Regions from separate parts of the Pan troglodytes genome. Here region 1 is linked to region 2. A link is a contact called in public Hi-C data. All regions are on one chromosome and are shown on one strand. The core of a region is the stretch at or near the end of the contact, and the rest is flanking DNA. Distances in the headings are between cores, read along the strand shown. Region 1 overlaps SOX5 (SRY-box transcription factor 5). Region 2 holds the start of SOX5 (SRY-box transcription factor 5).

Evidence for each region. Hi-C and Micro-C count contacts between places; a contact is called where the count stands out from the background.
Region 1: a contact with region 2 is called in a Hi-C map of stem cell-derived neural progenitor cells, with 4 times the contacts expected there. The contact joins the enhancer-like site here to the promoter of SOX5 in region 2. A contact is called at or near these places in 1 of 7 Hi-C or Micro-C datasets (stem cell-derived neural progenitor cells), 1 of 1 datasets of contacts at active chromatin or transcription factors (stem cell-derived excitatory neurons) and 1 of 1 other capture datasets (stem cell-derived neural stem cells).

Annotation. Positions count from the first base shown.
Region 1 is chr10:71,531,239-71,535,637 of NHGRI_mPanTro3-v2.0_pri, forward strand. The region is part of intron 5 of SOX5 (SRY-box transcription factor 5); the gene reads left to right. Among named protein-coding and RNA genes, the nearest start is that of MIR920, 200 kb to the left of the region's middle. Within about 2 kb of position 2,598, at least 7 of the 24 cell types and tissues checked have an H3K27ac peak or open chromatin away from gene starts, as enhancers often do. A contact at or near this core is called in stem cell-derived neural progenitor cells and stem cell-derived neural stem cells, where this site is marked.
Region 2 is chr10:70,978,614-70,982,905 of NHGRI_mPanTro3-v2.0_pri, forward strand. It overlaps SOX5 (SRY-box transcription factor 5), which reads left to right and starts at 2,091. Exons shown (of 19, transcript XM_054664454.2): 1 at 2,091-2,490.

The DNA.
Region 1 (4,399 bases), core at 1,348-3,847, 550 kb after region 2:
CCTGGTCTGTGGTGTTGTATTCTTTTCTTTTCTTTTTTATTTTCATTTTATTTTATTTTATGTTATTTTATTTTATTTTATTTTATTTTTTGAGATAGAGTCTCACTCTGTCACCCAGGCTGGAGTGCAGGGGCGTGATCTTGGCTCACTGCAACCTCCACCTCCTGTGTTAAAGTGATTCTCCTGCCTCAGCCTCCCAAGTAGCTGGGATTACAGGCGTGCACCACCACGTTCTGCTAATTTTTTTTGCATTTTTAGTCGAGATGGGGGTTTCACCATGTTGGCCAGACTGGTCTTGAACTGGCCTCAAGTGATTCGCCTACTTCAGCCTCCCAAAGTGCTGAGATTACAGGCATGAACCACCACGCATAACCTGTTGCGTGATTTTCTCCAGCTTAGTTCAGCTACCCCAGGTTAGATGTGCAGAAGAGGCAGGTTGTCGGGTTAAGTCAGGATGGGAGCTTCTGAGAAAGAAATGCACAGGGATAAAGAGGACCTTATATGCGTTGGTGCCTTTGCCTTAATAATTCCTCAAACAATTTTAAAAGACAAATACAATTATTGACGGTTTAAAGAGATGTTAAATGGGGCCACCAGTGGCTCGATACTGCCTCACAAACATTCTTGTCCCAACACTGTATACAGTCAGTTAATAGTTTTAACACATTCCTTTTCATTATTTCCACCGACTATATTATATTGAGTCACTCAGTGAATTCTTTGGATGAGAATATTTCTTATAAGGTTTACATAAAACTGAAAAGTAAAGTGGTTTTGGTGAGTAGATATCATTTTACAGTAAACATCAAATCTACGGAAAATCTAGAAGCAGAAACACAGATAACTATGACCACTAATCCTTGGTTTTCAGCACGGTGTCACAGCCTTTTGCTCTCTTTCTCTGTTGGCTGAGATTCAATTAAAAAAAAAAAAATCTTTGGAAAAGGTTGATAGTCCTATGCAAGTCAATATACTGTGGCCACATTTCCAAAAGGCGGATGCCAAACTCTTTGGGGTTGTGATATACCCAGATGGTCTCCCTTTTTTTTGCATTTCTGCAAATGTTATTACCAAATACAACAATTTTTCCTCCAAAGTCATTACAGCCCATTTGGCACCTTCTCTAATCTGTCCTCCTTGTTACCTTTTAATTACTCTGTGAGGGGATCTAGTTGTCTTGTTGTTGTTGAGGGCCAAATGACCAAGGGGTTAATGCTTTTTCTGTCCCTGGCCAATTGGTTTTTAGTCAGCAGTTATTTATGGGGAAGTCCAGGGACCATTAGTTCTCAAGTATGTGCAGCTGTACTCTTCACAATTACTCGTCCATAAGCAAATGTGGACTTACTTTTTGTGTATGGTTGTTTTTTTCCCCTGATTGGTTAGACAATCTGTTGTCATTTATGAATGATTCTTGTTGATGCAAAACATGGCATTGGATTCTGTTTTATTATTTGGATTCCATGTTTCATAGGGTGCTGTAATCTTGATTCAGACAAGGCACGAGGGTAGGTACCTCCTGTCACTAGTGACAAATTGCGCCTGTGTAGCAAAATGTGAAATCTTGCCCACCGCATGTTAGCTGCACCATTCTCCCGAAATCAGCATAGGTGCTGATGATCCTCATTGTGAAATCACTGACTGGTTGGCCTTGGCCTTTCTTCCTCATGCTCTGTTCTTTTGGACATAAGGTAGAGATTACTATTAATGGTTCTTTCAGTTCCTAGGAGCTCCTCCCTCTGTGCTGTCTTACTGTGATTTTTTTTTCTGCCCCCATTGAATAGTAGTCTTTGATGTCACACAAGAGAATACTGTTGGCTAACAGTCTGGAGGCTGCTTCATTTGAGCTAACCACCACATGAAAACAAATGTGATCCATCATATTTCATTAACTAGCTGTCCTCCTTTTGGGTGCCCTTTTTTGATGTCAGAGTTGCATCCTGACAGGAATCAGAAAGATACGTGTGATTAAGAACAGTAATAATGCTTATTGCATTGTATTGTAAATTACCTTCCTGGGCCCTGCTACTTTATCAGCCCCACTGGCATTGGCTCCCGTACATTTTTGACTACTCAGTATATACAGTGTATTAGCGCAATGGAGATCATTATGTGGCCTGTATTTGAGTCATTTTTATTTAAGATGCCAAACAATAAGCTGTTGATTGGGGGAACAAGAGGCGAACAATAATGTTCTGTGTCACATAATACACCACCATTTTCCAGCTTTGCTTTAGAAGGGCCCTCTTTATTGTTTTTGTATAAAAATGGTTCTTAGGAGGAGGAATATTTTGCTGAGGTATGTCATTATTTTGCAAATTTCTATTATCTCATCATGTTGTCTTCATTGTAAATTGCAGCTAATTAGGAACCTAGTTAGAGCCCCAGCTTTGAGGCTGGCTTTTTTGTGAAAAGAGCCCACCGATTACCGCACTACAAGAGAGGAAGGGAGAGAAAAAGGAGATTAATCTGGTTACCTAGGCGACACTCGCTTCCATCTGCGAGGAACAATACATTTTTGTTTCCTTGGCTCAGTTCAGATCTGTTTTGTTTAGAGGGGGAAAAAAGGGAGAGAGAGAGAGAGACAGAAAGAGAAAGAGAGAGAGAGGGAAAGAGAGAACCTAGCTCCACAACAATGATGAATTCTGCCTAGCCCAGGCTTATGTGCTTGATTCCTCTGCAAGTTAGAGGTCTCTGGGGAGTGAGAAGATGAAAGAGATAAGCTCCAAAGTTGTCAAAGGTCATGACCTTGCCACACAAAGCCAGCAGTTTTACCTCTAAATCCCCTTCTCCCAAAAAGCACTTAATGAAATAATATACGGTGCTTCTCAACACCCTGTAGTCTATATTAGGAACAAGGACCCCAGATTGTGAATTTAAGGAGTCATTTAAAATTTCATACTAAATAATCAGTGATTATAAGAAGCTACTTATGGGTCCAGTTTTTGTCTCTGCAACTTAGACTTTTCTACTCTTTTTTCCAAGTGACTTTCCCAAAACCTACCATTTTATTGTAACACACAATGTTTAAGGTATGAGTTGACTTTTCAGTGGATGAAACAAACCTATTGAATCTACTCAAGATCAAGGCTTATTAACTATTCAATTCCAGTTGCATTTGTTGTACATCAAACTTTTAAGTCTTTAGAAGGGTGGCCATTTCGTTCAGACATGTGTGGTGCTGCCAGGCTGTTTGCTGCCTTATACATAGTCACCAGAGAAAGGGCTGAGGATGGAGCAGGAACTGAAAGAGGCTAAAAGGCTCAGAAATCTCAGGGCTTCTTTAGGCAGATTGGCTAAACCCACAGCCTCTGATGAGCATAATGCTTTCTCCCTCATATTCTCACAGGTTGGTATGCCGTCATGCATAATGAGTAGTTATCCAGGAAGGTTATATGTGATGACATACGGTTAAAGGAGGCGCTAAGAGAGGAATGTTGGCTTATCTGAGCTTTCCAGTCATAGAATGCATTGATTAAACAAGAGCAACTAGCTTATTTTAAAATGCCCTGTGGAATCCATGCTTCATCTCCTCATCAGTTCTGTTTCCGAAATCCATTGCTAATAAAAGGAAAGTAAATCTTTTCATAAAAACTACAAGTCACGAAGGGTTCTCAGGTTCCTCTACACTAATAGACTAATAGACACTTCTCTTCAAATGGTATTACCCATCTCTCTCTTCTTATTTGCAAATGGGAAGAAGATACCAGCTCAAGTTGATTCTGTGTTTATCACTCATCTAGCCATCTAGAACAGCTGTACTTTGTCTTATTTCCACTATACCCTTTGGGCAGCTCCAAATGGGGCATCTCATATGAAATAGGATGTATAAGTGGTCTTAGAAATCTATGAAAACCATTTAAACTACGGCATTCTAATTTGTTCTAATATTTACTATATTTTATGGATAAAAATAATAAGCCTTACTTTATATCTCAAACTTCAGCCTTAAAAATGGTCTTCTATTTGTTAAGCTCTGAAGGAAATCAGATTAGTTTTGCAATTTTCCCATGAGTCCCTCAAATAAGACCAGATACAAATTAGTTCACTATAGCAGACCCTCCGCAAGGGTTTCTCCAAGTATCTTTTTACTGTGTAAAGGACAAATTACCAAATTTCACATTGTTATTAAAAACTAGAGCTTCTTTCTGAAGCTTGGGAAACCAGGTTACTCTTGGCAATGGCACAGATTAAATATGCAGATACGTTTTAGAAATTCTCTTTTTAAATAAACAAATGAAATGGTCTCTTCTTATCTCTGAATGAACATTTTTCATTAAAATTACTAAGCTGTCTTAGGTTTTGAGGGGACATGTTCTCAATACCTCTTTTTTATTATGAAGAAAGTAAGTTTCGTAGATATACAGGGAAGTAGTTATAGCAGTTAAGTCAACACTGTTCA
Region 2 (4,292 bases), core at 841-3,340:
CCATCTCTCTCATTAAATACTTAGGAACACATAGTAAAATTGCTTAAGGAGGGACATTTAGATTGCCATATCCAGAGTTATATCCAAGCAGCAAATGATTACACTGCTTATAAATTCTAGGCAGATGATAATTTAAAGTCCCCACGAAAGCCCTGAGCTTATTTGATTGTTCTCTTAATTACTGGGCTCTATGCTATCAAATATTTGTGTAAGAGGAAGCTTTTCTTTGTGGGAGTGGATAATAGCTGTGCTTACACTTTGAAATTTTTGCCTTGAGTTATTAAGATTTACATTTCTCACTTTTGTTCCAGGGAAAGGTGTTTAGCCGTTTTTAGAAAACAGGTACCACATAATCAATCATCAAACACCCGGGAAAGTTTCCGCCCTTGACAAGTGTAAAATCTCAGGTATTAGCAACCCACCTCCAGAAACAAATCTACAAAGGGTGGAAAGGGGTAGAAAGGATGTCTCACTTTCCTAGGTGAATATATTGTGATTGGTATGTGTGGCATGCATTGAGAAATTACATTTGCTTACTAACTGCCGTTTAGAAATCAGCCCGAAAAAGTCTGGGAGAGATCGCCCAGAGACAGCCAAGCCCCGAGCCTCGCTCCCAAGCTCCTCCGGAGTCCTGCTCTTCTAGGCGCGTGAAGAATAAATAGAGTCTGGTCATTGATCTCCTGATGGTGTTGTTGCACTCTGGGTAATGCTGGGGGTGCTCAGGGACGCGGCGCAGTCCATGGTTGCGCGTCTGCAGAGAATTACAGAGATGGGGACAGAGAACACGCACCTCGGCATAAAAGCAAAAGGAGAGAAGGCTACAGCGAGGAAAAGAAACGTGTTGCTCGAATTGTTTCCTTAGTCCCCTTTCCATCACCCCCTTCCCAACACGCAGCCACCCCCGTGAATGCTCTCCCTTCCCCCTGCTCTTTTCTGGACACTAGCTCTGGGAAGATCACTGTCAGGAACCCCCGCCCCCGCCCCACCCTGGTTTGAGATTTAATAGGATTTTTTTCCCCTGGCAAACCGGCAGCTGTTTTAAGTCAATGAAAGTAAGATTAGAAGAGATAAGCGCCGGAGCAGCCCGGGAGCTGTCAGAGCACACACTTAAATCAGCCCCACAGCTTCTGCTCAGGGCATCACCGACGGAGTTTCTTCTGATGGGGATGGGACTCTGAGGGTCTCTCTCGGCTCCACGCGCCCACTCAAGTGTCGCGGCAGAAAGAGTCGGAGCCCAGCGCCCAGCCTTATTTCTCCCTAAATATCACTAAATTTCATTCCCTGGTTCTTGGGCATTGGGTTGGGGTGTGTGTGTGTCTGTGTGTGTGGTGATTTTTTTTTTTTTTTTGGCTTCGCTTAACACAAAACCAAACCAGTTCAACCACCCCGGAGGCAGAGATGAGAGCGCCTCAAAACTTTTTTCCCCTACCCCAATCTCCGAGGAGTAGGTGGGTGCACAGTGCCGGCGGCGGCGGGGACGCGCGGCGCGGAGCCTGGCTCTGGGAGGCAGTGGCCGCTTCAGCAGCCGAACCTCTCGCGGCTCCAGCCTCCGCGCCCAGCAGCCCGCGGCTCGCCTCCCGGAAAGGTTCCACGGACCCCGCAGCCCCCCGCGCGCGCCCTCCCTGCCGGCCCGACCGCCTGACCACTGGACTGGGGGGCCGGGAGGGGCCAGGTCCTGGGCGCAGAGCAGCGGCTGAGGCTCAGGCGCCGGGAAGAAGTTGACAAAGGGACTTGACTAAACATGAATGCGTATTTATAGATGCGAGCTCCATCGAGATCTACAGATATCCCGCTCTCCCTGGCTCCTTCCACTCCTGCCATTTCATTTTTATCGCTCCTTTAAGTGGAGGGCAGATAAAAAAAAAAATCCTGCACGGTGTGGGTAATCGCCGCGTTATTTACAATCTAGTTACTCTGCAGCAGACGGGGAAGAAAACTCTGGGGCTCCTTCCCTTCGGATGGATAGAGAGGGCGGCCGGGCGGCGAGCTGCAAGAAGGAGGTCAGGGTGGGCTTGCGGGAGCTCGGGGGCGACCTGGAGGGAGCGGGAGCCCCCGGCGCCGCCCCCGCGCCCGCCCCCGCCCCCGCCGCACCCCCCGGGGCGGGCGCCGGGCCGGGGTGACCGCCGGCTGGTGCGCTGCCCTCGCCTCCCCCATTGTTCCTACTGTCTTTTTGCCTTTTGTTATTTGCACTCGCATTGTGTTGTTTGTCTCTGAAGCCGCCTCATGACCAGCAAAGGGAATTCACCTCGTCCTTGAGAGCAACACGGGGAGCGCGAGCGAGCGGGCGAGCGAGAGACGGGGGGAGAGAGAGGGACACGCGCGCGCACACACACACACACCGGCACACACGCACACACACAGACACACACACACAGAGTGAAAAAGGCGAGCCACCAAAACCCATCTCCAGTCTCCTCCCGGGGGCCCCCAGCCCGCCTCTGTGCCACTTTGCATCCCACGCCGGAGGAGGCATTAACGAGACCGGGTAAGGTGCGTGAATCGCTGCGTTTTAACTTTGTTGTTCGTCCCGATGTTGTTGTGGGCAGACCTCCAAGGCGCAGAGCTCCCCTCTGCCGCTCGCCGGGCCCGCCACTCAGCACTCGTTCCCGGCTCCAGCTGGAGAGCCGCGGAGGAGGGAGGGGGCCGCCGCCGGAGTTTCCTCAAGTACAGAGGGAGGGGGACTGGGCTGGGGGTGACGGAGAGGTGGGAGGCGGCCCGAGGCGCGGAGTGGCCTTGTCATCCCCGGGGGCGGCTGGCCGGGGGACCCTGGAGCGCCGGCTTGGACCCCGACCCGGAGACGGGATAACTTTCTATTTTTGTTGGGAAGCCTGCGTACTGTTGCTGGTATTGTTTTGTAAGTGGTGGCGGTGGAGGTGGTTGATGCGAGAGGAGAGTGCGGGGAGAACCCTGGGCTGTGCTGGGTATCGCGGCCAATGTCCAAGGCCAGACCCTAAAACTTGGACAAAGCCCCTTAACCCTTCTAGGATATCAGAGCGACCCCTGGCCCACCCCCTAACCTTAGTCACCCCCACCTCCCGACTCTTTCGTCTTTTTGTTTCGCTTTCTGCAATCCTTCTCCCTACCACTCCCCCTCCCTCCCGCCCGGAATTTCTGAAACAAGTCTCATCCTTCAGGATTCTAGGGATTTCAGAGACCGGAAGCTTTAATTTTAATTGCAACTACTTTTTCCCCCCACCTCACTCAGTGTACCAAGTGAAGACCACTCACATGTTGTGTCACTTTAAGCGCGGGTTTGGGAAATCTCGCTTGCACTTTGGGGCTACAGCAATAAGAAGCAATGAAAAGAGGTTATACGAGTTGAAATCAAATTGGATTTGGAAATGTTTGCGTTGGAGAGCAGCAGTTTGTTGAGTATTGATCGGATGCACACGAAGCACTGTTTACATATTTTAGTAGTCATTTTCCCTACACTTTGCAAAGCGACTATATTAATAAATAGATTGACCCTGGTGAATATCTGAAGACGCTGGTTTCTGTGACTAAATTCAGAATGTGATGATGAATGTGAATTCATTTTAATGTGTTCCCTTCTCAGCTAAAGCAGGTCAAGACGAGGAATCCTGTGAATATGCAGAGCCCTACACTCGGTGCCAGGCAGTCCAGGCACTCTGGGTGGCAGTCAACTGTACTTTCTTACAAAAGTTTAGGGATTTGCTGGAACCCACTTGAGATCCTCACATACCCAGATAGCCAAAGGACTTTGTCAAGGAAGGCATAAGGAGATGTCCCCAGGGACTGCCTTCTGGCTCAGCAGAGTTCTTTAGCCAAGGGCAGGACCAAGGGAAATCTGTGGGATTTGGGGCAGTAAGTGTGGGAATCTGCAAAGGGACTGGACAGTGATTTGTTTCCTTGCTTTTCATAAATAATGGCCCCTAGTACCCTGAAAACACACACACAGACACAAACAGGCCAATGAAGTAGGCACATGTGAGATTTGTAGGCAATGGACATTTCCATCAGAAAAACCAGAGGAAAATTTTTGATCAGGATTACGGGAGTGAGGCTCGATGGCCAAGAGTGATTAGGTTAAGGGCCAGATGGCTTTAAAGTGTACGGAAATGTTTTTCAAGTTTGACTTTTATAGCATTTAAAAGGAGGACGATTTCTTAGAGCCTTTACAGAACTGCTAAATTTTGATCTGTCTAATTTTAAAGGAATTCAGCTGTATGAGAATTGCTGTTAGCTCAGATAGGGAAGGAATCTGGTTTCAAATGCAGATACATGGAACAAAGTTTCTAGGGGTGCTTCTTCCTGATTTAAATATAGCTCCC